Linked DNA regions of Anas platyrhynchos: region 2 is linked to region 1. The links are chromatin contacts, called in public Hi-C maps. All regions are on one chromosome and are shown on one strand. Each heading gives the region's core, a stretch centred on a gene start, on an enhancer-like site or on the middle of the called end of the contact. The rest is flanking DNA. Distances are from core to core; before and after follow the strand shown.

The links. Hi-C and Micro-C count contacts between places; a contact is called where the count stands out from the background.
Region 2: a contact with region 1 is called in a Hi-C map of liver, with 2.2 times the contacts expected there. The contact joins two enhancer-like sites. A contact is called at or near these places in 2 of 8 Hi-C or Micro-C datasets (liver and subcutaneous adipose tissue).

The regions. Positions count from the first base shown.
Region 1 is chr3:71,892,581-71,898,493 of IASCAAS_PekinDuck_T2T, reverse strand. All of the region lies in intron 1 of LOC119716507 (a long non-coding RNA gene), which reads left to right. Among named protein-coding and RNA genes, the nearest start is that of CCN6, 150 kb to the left of the region's middle. Within about 2 kb of position 2,948, at least 1 of the 8 cell types and tissues checked has an H3K27ac peak or open chromatin away from gene starts, as enhancers often do. A contact at or near this core is called in subcutaneous adipose tissue, where this site is marked.
Region 2 is chr3:71,956,056-71,961,968 of IASCAAS_PekinDuck_T2T, reverse strand. LOC101800985 (tubulin epsilon chain) reads right to left here. Exons shown (of 39, transcript XM_038175943.2): 3 at 4,416-4,540; 4 at 671-751. LOC119716309 (a long non-coding RNA gene) reads left to right here. Exons shown (of 2, transcript XR_005264137.2): 2 at 1,461-5,913. Among named protein-coding and RNA genes, the nearest start is that of CCN6, 86 kb to the left of the region's middle. Within about 2 kb of position 2,413, at least 3 of the 8 cell types and tissues checked have an H3K27ac peak or open chromatin away from gene starts, as enhancers often do. A contact at or near this core is called in subcutaneous adipose tissue, where this site is marked.

The DNA of each region.
Region 1 (5,913 bases), core at 1,699-4,198:
GCACCTGGTATCCCACGCTCCACCCAAGATTATAAAAATATTTGAAACTGCAGGAAGGCGATACAGCTGTGCAAGCTTATATGGAGACTTGTTGATTTCATTAAGTTCAGAAAAAGCAGCTATACCCATAAATGTGTAGTTGCTTGAAAGAGAGAGATGCCATTTGTTAAAATAAAGCTTTCCCCTTAATCATCTGGTATGTAGTTAACATTATAGTCCCCTATCATTTCCCAGGCAATGTGGCATAACCAAATTCTGTTCTCTTTGCAAACATATTAGTTTATTTTTAAGGGTGAATAAAGACACAGTGAAGAGAAATTCAGATCCAGCTCTTGCTGTTGATATTTATCATAGTGAAAAGTGTTTGAAAAAAAACACAACACAAAACAAACAAACAAACAAACCACCACAAACCAAATTAAATTTTCTAACTTTGTGAGTGTTGTCTATGACCATAAATGCAGTTTCTTATTTGAAGACCCTTCTTGCCTTGACTTACTAGATGGCAAGCATATAGCAACAGGAGAGAGCCCTGGCTGGAGGATGCTGTACATATGGGGAAAAGAGCAATGACTGTTTCAGAAGATGGAATTCAATTGTCGGAAGGGCCGGATATGTCCCCTCCCATTGGTCCAGCCGGGGAAAGCTCCTACCATCATCCTGGAAACAGGAAAAATGACACCATGCATCCTTAAGTGTAAGGTAAAGGGATGCGCATCATTCAAGGATAAATGAGGATGTGGAAAATGGTACCTATAAAAATGGGTCTATCTCTGAAAGACAAGAATCCAAATCCAAAAGGAAAGCTATTCATTACAGTGAAGCTAATCTGAAAATGCTTAGTGTGGGAGATAAATGGAATTTTCATCTTTCCCCAAACTCAAGAATCCCCAACTATTTTGAAGAATAGCCAAAACCTATATGGGAAGATTTTTGTAATTTTCTACTTTACATACCATATGTAGTAAGTTGCTGACATTTAAGTGTACCAACCATAAATCAGTATGTGACCAGTTAGCAGGACACATACTGCTGTAGGCATGATAAATCAGGACAAAATGCACAGTATGCAGGACAAAGCATGTCAGTTCACTCACTGGTCTAGTTTCTCACTTGAAAATCGATGGATTGTTGGCTATATAAAACTCTCATACATGGGAAATTGTTTTCATGTATTTGCTCTGCATTCCGTTTGATTTGAAAATGTTCCTAACCAAGCTTATTGACAGTGTTTTCAAGTGGTAGTACTGTATTTGCATATTGTCAGGGGAAAGCTCTGAAACCTGAGAAATCTACTAAGTGACAATTTAATATAAGAGCACATTGATATATTTTTTGGAAATAGAAAGCATCAATAACAAAAAAATGCCAACTGTTAGGATGTCCAAACAGAGGAAAGAGGAGCACAATTACATTTTTTTTCATTAAATTTTTTTAATTTAATTTAATTACTTTCATTACATTTTTTTTTTTTTTTTTTTTTTTTTTAATTAGAGATGCAGTTATACTTGAAATGCACTGAATTGCATTTCCTTTTACTGGTAATCAGTGAGGCAGATACTTCAGAAAGACAGCTCATCATAAGGTAAGCTGGAAAGTATACTATGAGGATGAATATAAACCACTCTCCTGACTTATGCATTATAAATATGAGTATTGATGGTCTCACTGTCACATATTCTACACAGTATGGCACATCAGTCCAACTCCCTACATGTTTCTTCTCTCTCTCTCTCTCCAATGATATAAAAAATAAATAAACTTAAATGAATTTGTTACTGTTTCATGATCGAGTACACAGCAGCGCCCTGCATAAAGATAATCTCAGCTTGTCTCTGTTGAAAGGTGCTGCAAAATTGGATAAAACCATTTCCTTCCTCAGGCTGTCAGATATGGCCTGCTATTTTTTTGCTAGCTAGGATGAGAGAAGAAAGAATGTTAAAAATACCAAGAATTTTCTGTATGGCTGAACTTAGCCTAAAACACATTTGAATCCGAAAGGAGATATGGCCTTGAGAAACAGAGTATTGCTCCAGTTTTCCAGTCTGACCTCTGGTTGTCATAAGGTTTACAGCAGTAAAGGATATCTGGTGATGTATTCAAAGATTAATTGGGTTTTGAAGCGAGTAGCTTTGGTGGTAGGTTTAATGAAAGTCTATCACCAAGATTAGATGTAGTAAAAGAGACTGAGAGAGATACATCTTCTTGTAATGTGCCATTACCACTTGCCAAAGTAGCTGCCTTTCAAGGTCACACAAGGGCCATGACTTCCTTCAGCATACAGCATGTGTATCCAGCTCCCCAGTGCCATACATTGACCAGGTTGTTAGTAGGGTCCTGCCGTGTGTGCTGAATTGCTGTCTAACCTCGCTCACTGTGAGATGAACCTGCCTGGGTGGTGTGAATATGCCTAACGCATTTCTGCACTACACGGCAGTTGCAATAGCAGTAGGAGTACATATGATACCTGTTTGCAACTTTTAAAGGTGGTTATGATAGTAAATTATTATTTTTTTCCCCTGTATTGTCTAGAAAAACATGAAGGGAGGAAGCTGCTTCATCTAACACGAGGGATCACAACACAGAGTTTAAACCAAATGTCCCAGATGGGAGGAAGCAGCCCCTGGGTACGCCTCTGTTGGCTGCAGCTGGGAAGAGCTGCTTAGTTCAGTCTGCCTGCTGCACTATGTATCTGCTGAGTTATGCGAGGTGACAAAAGGCTTGTCAAAGTGCTTCTCCACAGCAGGATTCACCTCACCTCTGCTAGGTGTCGAAGAGGTAGTGTCCGATTTAAGCTAGTTCCTCAAGCTAGTTTCATAGGCACTGAAGTGAGGCGGGCACCTCCAGAGAGTGATTATTCCTGTCTGAGGGAGAGCAGATGAATCACCTTCTGGAAGTGCCTGTTCCTTTCCATTGACTCTAGAGGGAGTCTGGCCTAGCTGTGGACTGGATGTCTAACCCACAGAAGGATAACCCCAGCTGGGAGCAGGAATCCCACCCACAGCGCTCAACACAATGCAGCTCTGCTCCTTGTTAGCCCTTTGGAGCGCCACAGTAATAGAAATCAGTGCAAGCCAAGTCACAACATTAAATGTATTCTGTATATTTATTAAGCATTTGATTTCTCCAGGGCTTTCTGGAGCTCATCACTCACAAAGCTACTTTTTTTTTTTTTTTTTTTTTCCAGAGTTTATGGCTTTATTTTTATAACAAGCTGTCTAAGTGAAATAAATCATCTAAAAGTGGGAAGTAGGTAGAGAGGTTAAGCTGGACATCTGTGATTTTTAGTGACCAGTAAGAGATGGATAGCACCAATCTCTCTGCTTGATTTTCCAGTGACCTTGCTTGTAAATATCGATCTCTGATCCTTTCACAGCAAACATTTTCCTCAAGTTGTGTTTACATCATGAAGTTAGCTTTTTCTTCTGTTCTGCTAAGACCCATTGAGGGGACCAATGAAAGTATATGGAAGTGTCCTGGCTCTCAGATGAGGTGCCTGGATCAACCGTAGAGCAGACCACAATTGCAGTTTTGTGCCCCATTGAGTCTTCAGAAGTCTTATCTGCAAAGGTGAGCATGTTTTCTATTGAATGTGCAAGAACCGTACTTTTGAAGGGTCTGTAACTTGGTTAAATTTGTTTAGTTTTATACTGGGTAGAAAAAGCAGTTACAGACAGACTAGTTAGCCATCGTAAGTGCCAACTCCAGTTTGTGTTCTGAAATTTAGCTTTTTGAGGAACCAGGATTTATGTGTTACTTGTTTCTCTCCTTGGCCCAGTAAAGACAGAGAGTGTTAAATCCTAAAGCAATATCACCCAGCCTGTGAAATCTGAACCACAAACAGTGATAGTTTGGCAAAGTTGTACACTAAAATTCAGGCTGCAGAATGTGAAATGCTGTGGTTGGCAATAGCCTTCCAGCTCTCTGACGATTTTATTACATGCTTCTACAAAGTTAGTGTCCTGTATTTGCTGTGTTTTACTATGCTTATGCTTTTTTATGCCAGGAATGCAGTTACTGATCTACGCCTTTCCATTAAGAATCTGATCTATCTGGGTATACATACAATGGAGACTATTGGAATGTATTCCATTCTGTGTAACTTTTCTTGTATATGCACACTGAAACAAATCCTTTCAATTTACCCTGATATATTCAAGAGCCTGAAGAAAAAAAAAAAAAAGGGAACTAATAGGTGTCATAAGGTATTTATGTGTAGTTTTGGATAAGAATAGATGTCAAATCTAGAGCTGTAAATTCCTTATATATGCTTTTGTTAATTGATAAAACTGCTTAAATATATGCTAGGCATAGTTGTAAACATTTTCCTAAGAAGTTTTATCATGGGCCCAAGAGCATGACCAGACAGCAGTCATCCCCACACACTGGCTCCATCTCAGACTTGCCTCCTGACCTTTGCTGTGGAGATGTGTGGGCTGGGGACAGCTTTAAAGTGCTTGTATTCTGTTCAGTTCAAAGCAGATGGATTTAATTACAGGAGCTATAATTTGCAAAGATTTTGTAATTCAGAAAAGCTTTTAAAAATCCTTTCAGGCTGACTAAATAAATGACCCTTTATTACATTTCTTCATCTTTGCATGGCTGCAGGGAGTTTTACAAGGACCTCTGCTGTTCATTTAATTTATTACACCACCTTATGCTTTACATTCCTCTAAGTTCTCATTTTATGAGTTCTCGTTTTGTTGGTCTTTCACAACATTTTTTCATGCCCCTTGTGTGCTTGCATGTACCAATTATGTGTCACATAAAAATCGTAAATCCCCCAATACCAGCTGGTGTAGTTAATAAACTTGTAACTTTACCCTTGTTGAACTGTGTCAAATCCCTGTAACATCTGGCATGTTTTAATTTCTGTGCTATCAGGGGCTGAATTTTCATTTAAGAGCTCCCAGATATAGGCCTGTCAAGAATTTCTTTGCATTGTACTTTCTTTAGTCTCCTTAAACTGTGTCTGTAAGTCTGAAGACTTTCAAATGACAACTGTTAAATATTTATGGCTTTTTTATGTTTCATTTGTGTTAAGGTTATTTTAATTTTTTATTTTTTTTTTTTAATTTTGTCTTGTTTTCTGATCTAGTGAGTAGCCCAGCCAAATAAATAATGGATTGCCATTGCTCCCTTATGAGCTGATCTTCCTGCCTGACTCTGTACCTATGCCCTCTGCTTGGATCAGGAGAGTGGCAAACATGGACAGGGCATGTGTAAGTGAGGGTGGTTAGGCTAGGCATACAGTTTTCTCTCATTTCTTCTCTGTCATGTGAGATTTTTGTATCATTCATATTCTTAATATTATTTAATAACTCTGAGTTTATGGCCTTTGCTACTCAACAGTGCTGTCCTTAGTATCACTGGATCTCAGAATGTGCTTCATACCATTTGTACTGGGCTGGACATAGGTCAGAATAAAACCTCCCAAGGCTTTTCTTGTATTGCTTTTGGTCTCACACTCCTGCCCTCACACCTTCTCTGTCAGCCTCCACCTGCTTCCTTGTTTTGTTAAACAAAAGGCAGTAGCGTTGCTGAGGGAGGTTTGCTGGAGAGTGTCAAAGGGTTAATACTTTCTTCTCTCACTGGAATTTAATGGATCATTCGTGTCTTCCATATTAGCTCATCTGAGACTACCCCAAATGATATATGATCTGTGTAGGCACTTTCAGACAAACCATACCATTAACAATGCTTCCACAGCATTCCCTCAGCTGTGTGGAAAAAAAAGCTTTGAAAAGACGGGCTAAAGGATGTTACTGCTTTCATGAAAAGGATGAATGATGAGCTGTGGAGGGGAGAGGAAAACAAAACAGTGATACTCAGCTGGGGCCTCTTTCTGTCACCATTTTTTCTCCTTGGTTCAAGGTTATGGGTCTGCACACCAGTTCACATTTGAAGTGTGTC
Region 2 (5,913 bases), core at 1,164-3,663, 64 kb before region 1:
CTTCACTGAAACACTGTCCATGTGTGTCCATGGTGAGTAAGATAGGCCTTTACGAGACAGGAGAGCTATATTTCTCTGCATAGCTCCATTTATTTGTGTACTTTGTAATTTAGAAGATATTTACTGGAAATTGCTTGTGGGTATAAGGAAAAGTTGAAAAGCAGCACTGACCTGTGGTTGTTTGCTTTAATTATGTCTGTGAAGTACATTTAAAATTTAACCAAGAAGGAATCTGCTCATTAAGAATGTGAGCAGATAAGGTATTTTCTCTTTGCTTTTGAAGCATTTAATTGGCAGAAGCCTGATATCTTTTCAGAGCAGGGAATTGCAAGAGGCATTTTTGTGGTAGCAATTTTTCACTTCAGCTGCTGTTTCTGATTTGTATTTTGATTTGTAAGTTGTATTCCTTTTACAAAGATCACCACATGAGGGTATACAAAGTGCAAGAACTGGATCAAAATGCATCAGATGTAGAAGTCTGTCCTACCCTGAGATGTCTCCACAGCGAATCCTTACAGATTTTATTATGAACTGAATGAAATCCTTTGACAAACATGATTCAGTCAGATGAATACACATCCACAACGTTTCTCCCCAGTCTGCAAAGATTCCTTTGAAGGCTCCTGGACTTTGGCATTTTGACCAGGAGGTCATCCTGTTAGTTTCTTACCTTTCACAGTTAGGTCCTGCATAGTTTTCCTTACAGACACAGCGCACGCTTCCATTTTTTCGGTAACAGGAGTCTGCAAAGCTGGAATTTCATTAGAGTAAATCATTAGGATAGCAGGCAATGGCAAACACTTGGGAGTTTAACTTTATAAATGATGGACATTTGCTGTCAGTGCAAACTCTGGCTCTTGGTTCCTCACTGCTAATTTTTTTTTTCACAGGTATCCTTAAACTTCATATGTGATGTACACTATACTCCTTGTTTAGTCTTTTTAATGAGTATTGAAAGCACTAATTAGTGTATAACACTATGGAGCTATATAATTCCCAGATACATGTACATTTCTGTATTGCAGTGTAGATTGGAGACACCTTCAGGTTTTGTTTCACATGTTTTAGACCAGGGACTTGGATAAATATGTATGTCATGCAAACCTAATTGCTTCCTCTCTTGTACTTTAAGGGACATGATATTGCTTTTAAAAGACACTGCAGAGAGCCCTTCAGGAATTTAGACTCTGGAATGGGTACAGTAGTTTCCTGTGCAAATCCCACAATTTTCCTTAAATCTGATCTGGAAGTAGCAAGTGGAAAACTGAACTAATTGGTGCTGTCCTCATTTACAGTAATTGAGGATTCTCCATGGTCTCTCTGAGAAATCTGGAAAGACCCTGGGGTCCCTTGTGAGACCAACTTGCCCTTTAGTGATACTGATTGCAGTAATGTCTTGTGCTGTAATTTGCATTGTCATGATTCTAAACCATTGATTCCTTGCTTTCTGATGTTTTCAGGATTTAACAACTGTGCAACAAAATAGGAGACAAGAAAGAGCAGCAGTCAAATTTGGAAAGTGCAAATTCCATACACTTCAAATACAGTGATATATATGACTTAAATACATCTGCTGTTAGAAGACATACATCCTAGAGGTGTTTCCAGTTAGATTGCAATCTGTTCAAGATCTGTTCCCAGTACTGGGAAGCAACTGGCACACTAAGTGGCAGTAGTTGTCAGCTGCAGGCCCACGATTTCTAAAATGGAGGCCCTGAGACCTGCAGCTAACATCCTGAGTGGTACCACCTCTGGTTCCTAAAGGGTAGTGTTCCCCTTGAGAAATGACAGCATCAAGACTGTAAGTCTGCATCCTCCTCTCTGTCTCCTGTTCCAGTATGATGCTGAGCTGTGCTGGGCAGCTGGAGCAGTTTGCATCCCTTTTGCACAGGATTTCAAAAGACTCAGAGCAATGGGAAAGAGCATGATCTACACACTACTTGTTCCAGGAAAGAGCTGCATTGAAAGGTGACAAGAATGCCTGCAAAATTTAATTTTCCATCAGCATTTCTCAGCTACTGGGACACCCAGGGTCAAATAAAACTGTGACTGGGTCTGTGTTGTCTCAAAACATTTCATATAACCAGAGAGAACACAAAATGAGATCCTTCTCGCAGAATTCACAAATTGAGTTCAGTAAAGCTTTTATGAGAACATGTCAAGAAAATCATGAGAGTTTGGCAGCCTTCCTCTTTTTTTACAAAGCCTAATTCCTTCACGTAGTTATACAAACCGCATTGTGAATTTAAGTTATGAAATAAGACTGAAGCCTTCCTGAGATTTTGTATTTTTTGTGACCTCTTAGGGGAAGAAAAGGTCATAAAATTCCCAAAGGTTTAGAAAGAAGTAACATCTGCTGGACTGTGAAGTAATGCCCATCCCCCTTTTTTATTCCAAAGAGATGACATTACACTTCATGTGGTTTACTCCAAAAGTTCCCTGGACAGTAGACATGAAGATGGTCTGGCCAGAAAAGCTGATGACACGCAAATGAATCCCAAGAACAAATATGTATCTGATGAGTCTGTCAGTTTACAGATTTGGTCACTTTGTCTAACTATTACAGATTCACTGGTTATTTCCAAAGAGAAACAGAGTTCAAAACAATAACCTTTACGTATTCTTTATTTAAGGCAATTAATGCTTCTCTGCTTTCTGCTAGAATTACTGTTTTGCCTTACTATACATGGAGTAGGACTAATGGAGGAAAAATACAAGAATAAGAAAAAATGGCTGGCCTTTGAATTTAGTTATGCAAGACTGAATGTTGCTCAGTCTTTAATATTTGTGTTCCAGACCCAGCTGAAGGCTATTGCTGTGGTCAGGTCTCTGTCATGCAAGAAGCTGTACAGGAAACTTCTGCATGTTATTGAAATACAAGCATAAGGCAAATTGTGTCAGGACACTATTTTAGATGTTGCCTTCAGGACTTGATTCCAAGGAAAACCCTGAAAAACTGAAGTGGATTTTTACAGGGATAATTCTAAAGGGGTGGCATGCGGATGTTGAAGCTTCCTCATGAAGGCTCCTAGCAAGTCCTGTTCCCTATCCCACACTGCTGACCTTTTGGGTTCAGGGCTTCCTTATCTCTAGGAGCTCCTTATCTGTAGGGCTGCTTGTGCCTGGGGGCACTGCCACAAAGCCTTGTGGTCTGTGGGCTCAGGCAGGGTCTGGGCTCAGGCAGAAGCGGCCATGCTCTGCCAAGTGGCACTGCAGGGAGGAAAGCCTGGAGGTGTGTCTGAGCCACCCTGCTGTGTCCTGGTTGGGTTTTGGGAGCAGGCAGCCCAGGCTGTGTGTGGTTGGCAGTGCTGCTCCTTACACCCATGTGGCTGCTTTGTGCCCAACAGGTTAAAAAAATCCCTTTTGCTAAGGAGAAAGCACTGCTTCCGACTGTTGTACTTCTACTATTTCTGGCATTACCTCTGCTACTGAAACTGGAGGAAGCAGGAAGCCTTGTCTGTGAGCACCCTCCCTCCTAAGCCTTTATAAATGTAAGCAAAAATAGGTTCTTCCCCTGTCTCTTGAGGGTTTTCTCTCTAACCTAGTCAAAGCTGCAGGTTTTCAACAACAGCTGTTCTCCACCCCATGGCTCTCCTCATGTCTGCAGCTCACCACGAAAGCCAGGAGGTGACCTGTAGGACTTTGGCCAGAAAGGTTTTGTCCTGTTGCCAGTTTGGGCTTGTGCCACTGAGCAGGTTCATCCCACCTTAGGACTGGATGAGTAATGCTATAGCAACCACAAACAAACACAATAAGAAAATTCCCCCTTTGTGACAAGCCCCACTTGGAAGTGGAATGGGAAAGAAATAAAAGAAAGAAAAAAAAAACAAACACACACACAAGGGGAGTAGGTAGCTCAATTAAAAATAGCCTCAACCTATTGGCAAGTGTTTAATAGCATTTCTTCTGGGCCCGGCATTGCAATTTGCCTGGATGCCTTTCTTGTGGAGTGTGGAACTCAAGAAAGAGGAAGCTGATAATGTACCGTTCAACTGCACTACTGATGTGCCACTAGGTCTCCAACAAGTGGTTACAGTTTGTAGCTTTTTGCTTCTTCAGAAGGCAAAAAGTGGGTGACACCTGGATCCCGTTGGCTCATCTTTGGTTTTCTACTAGGCCTCAGAGCTTCTTTCCTGAAGGTGGCTGTGTGTCAGCTGAAGTGGCAGCATGCCTGTCGCAGAGCTCTCCCACCCCTTCCTTTTATCTTTCAGCTGAGTAATCTCTCCTACATAAGAGAGGGAGAACTTGAATTTGTTCATATATCAAATATTGTGATTATAAGTGGGAAGCCTTCCTATTTTCCTCTGCTGGGAAGGGCAGCAGCTTTGTCTCATGCACCCAGGCAGGGATGCTGCCCCCACCTTACAAAGGGCCCAAAGCAGCCCAAACCAAAGACAAACAAAGACTCTACGTACTTGGCAGTTCCTGGCAGGGGACAAGGGCAAGGCTGGCAGAAGGTGGGCACTCCTCTGACAACATCACCGATGAAGCCGTCCGGACACTGATCGCAGTGCTCCCCTGTTGTGTTTCTTTGGCAGCCCTTCAGTGAAAAGAGAGAGAGTGATGAAAGTCAGATGAAAGTACTGCCTAGTTCAGAAAGAAATCATTTAGCTAAACACCTGGCCAAGCAGAATAGGGGTTTATGCCAGACTCCAATTCTTCAAGGAATCAAAGGCTGAAACCAGACCCAGTATTAGCTAGCACAGCTACAAATAAAAATGCTCTAAATGATCACACTGGCCAGCCAGCAAATGTTGGCAAGGTGCAGGAGAGGACAAAACAGACATATGTGCGTGCTGGGTGCTGGAGCAGAAACAGGACCGGCTGCTGTCAGAGATGCCATGGGTACTCAGGTGTAGCGGTCAGCTTTGCTCTGAGTTGTAAGTGCCAGCAGGAAAGATCGTTTTTGCTGCTATCAAACCAACATGAAAAATGTCTGAAGGTAAATGCTGTCAACAGATTTCAGTCTAGGCAGGTTTCAGCAAGGCTGCTCCTTGGGCTCAATGATTGGAAAAGAGCATCAGGGGAATCTGCAGGCAAATGGTGGCTAATACACCATGTGCCTCTGATGCTTTTCTCCTGAGATGAAATGTGTTACAGTATCAAGGGATGCTTTATCATTATGCCATGTTCTCATCTTAAAAGAGGTCTGCTTAATGGTGGGAAGAAGTGGGAGCCTAACATATTTCTTTCTCATGCCAAACTACATTTGCAGTGGCTTTTCTATAAAATACAGAGCAACTGCACAAAATGTCGCTCACTTTCTAAGCAAATTTTATCTCTGCAGTCTGATATTTCTGAGGAAATATAATTCCCCATGCAGAGGAAAATCAGCCACTGGAGTTCCATGACAATAAATCAAGCTATGGTAACTTATACAGAATATTTATTTGAAAATATTTCATGATGCTGGGTACAAAATTGTGCCTCTCAGATAACATACATACAAAAGTCAAATTTCTCTGTAAACAACACTAAATTGAATTCAGAGGTTCTGCAGGCCCAAATAAGCATTTTTACATCATTTAATTTAAAAATGGATAAACACAGATGTGACAGGTTACGTGGGCTTTCCCCTGTGCACATGGCAATGCTCCCACCTTCATTTCAGTAAAATACCCAGAAGCTGCCATTGAAAACACACAACCCTCCAAATTCTAACTGTCTTGTTGAATTGCTTTTCAAAGAGTAGGAAGGGTGCAGAAGCACTTTTCTTTCTTGCAACTGTGCAATGGGTTTTGCAATATCCCTGAATGAGAACTCTGCAATGACACCACTTCTTACTGATACAGTACGGATGCAAACAGCAATGCAAAGCAAGCAAAGAGCCAGGTCCATGGCAGAAGTGTGCAGAGCACTGTGCAGTGCATATTTGCTGTGGTTTTGGGTTCATGTCCTTGATTCTCCTCTTCA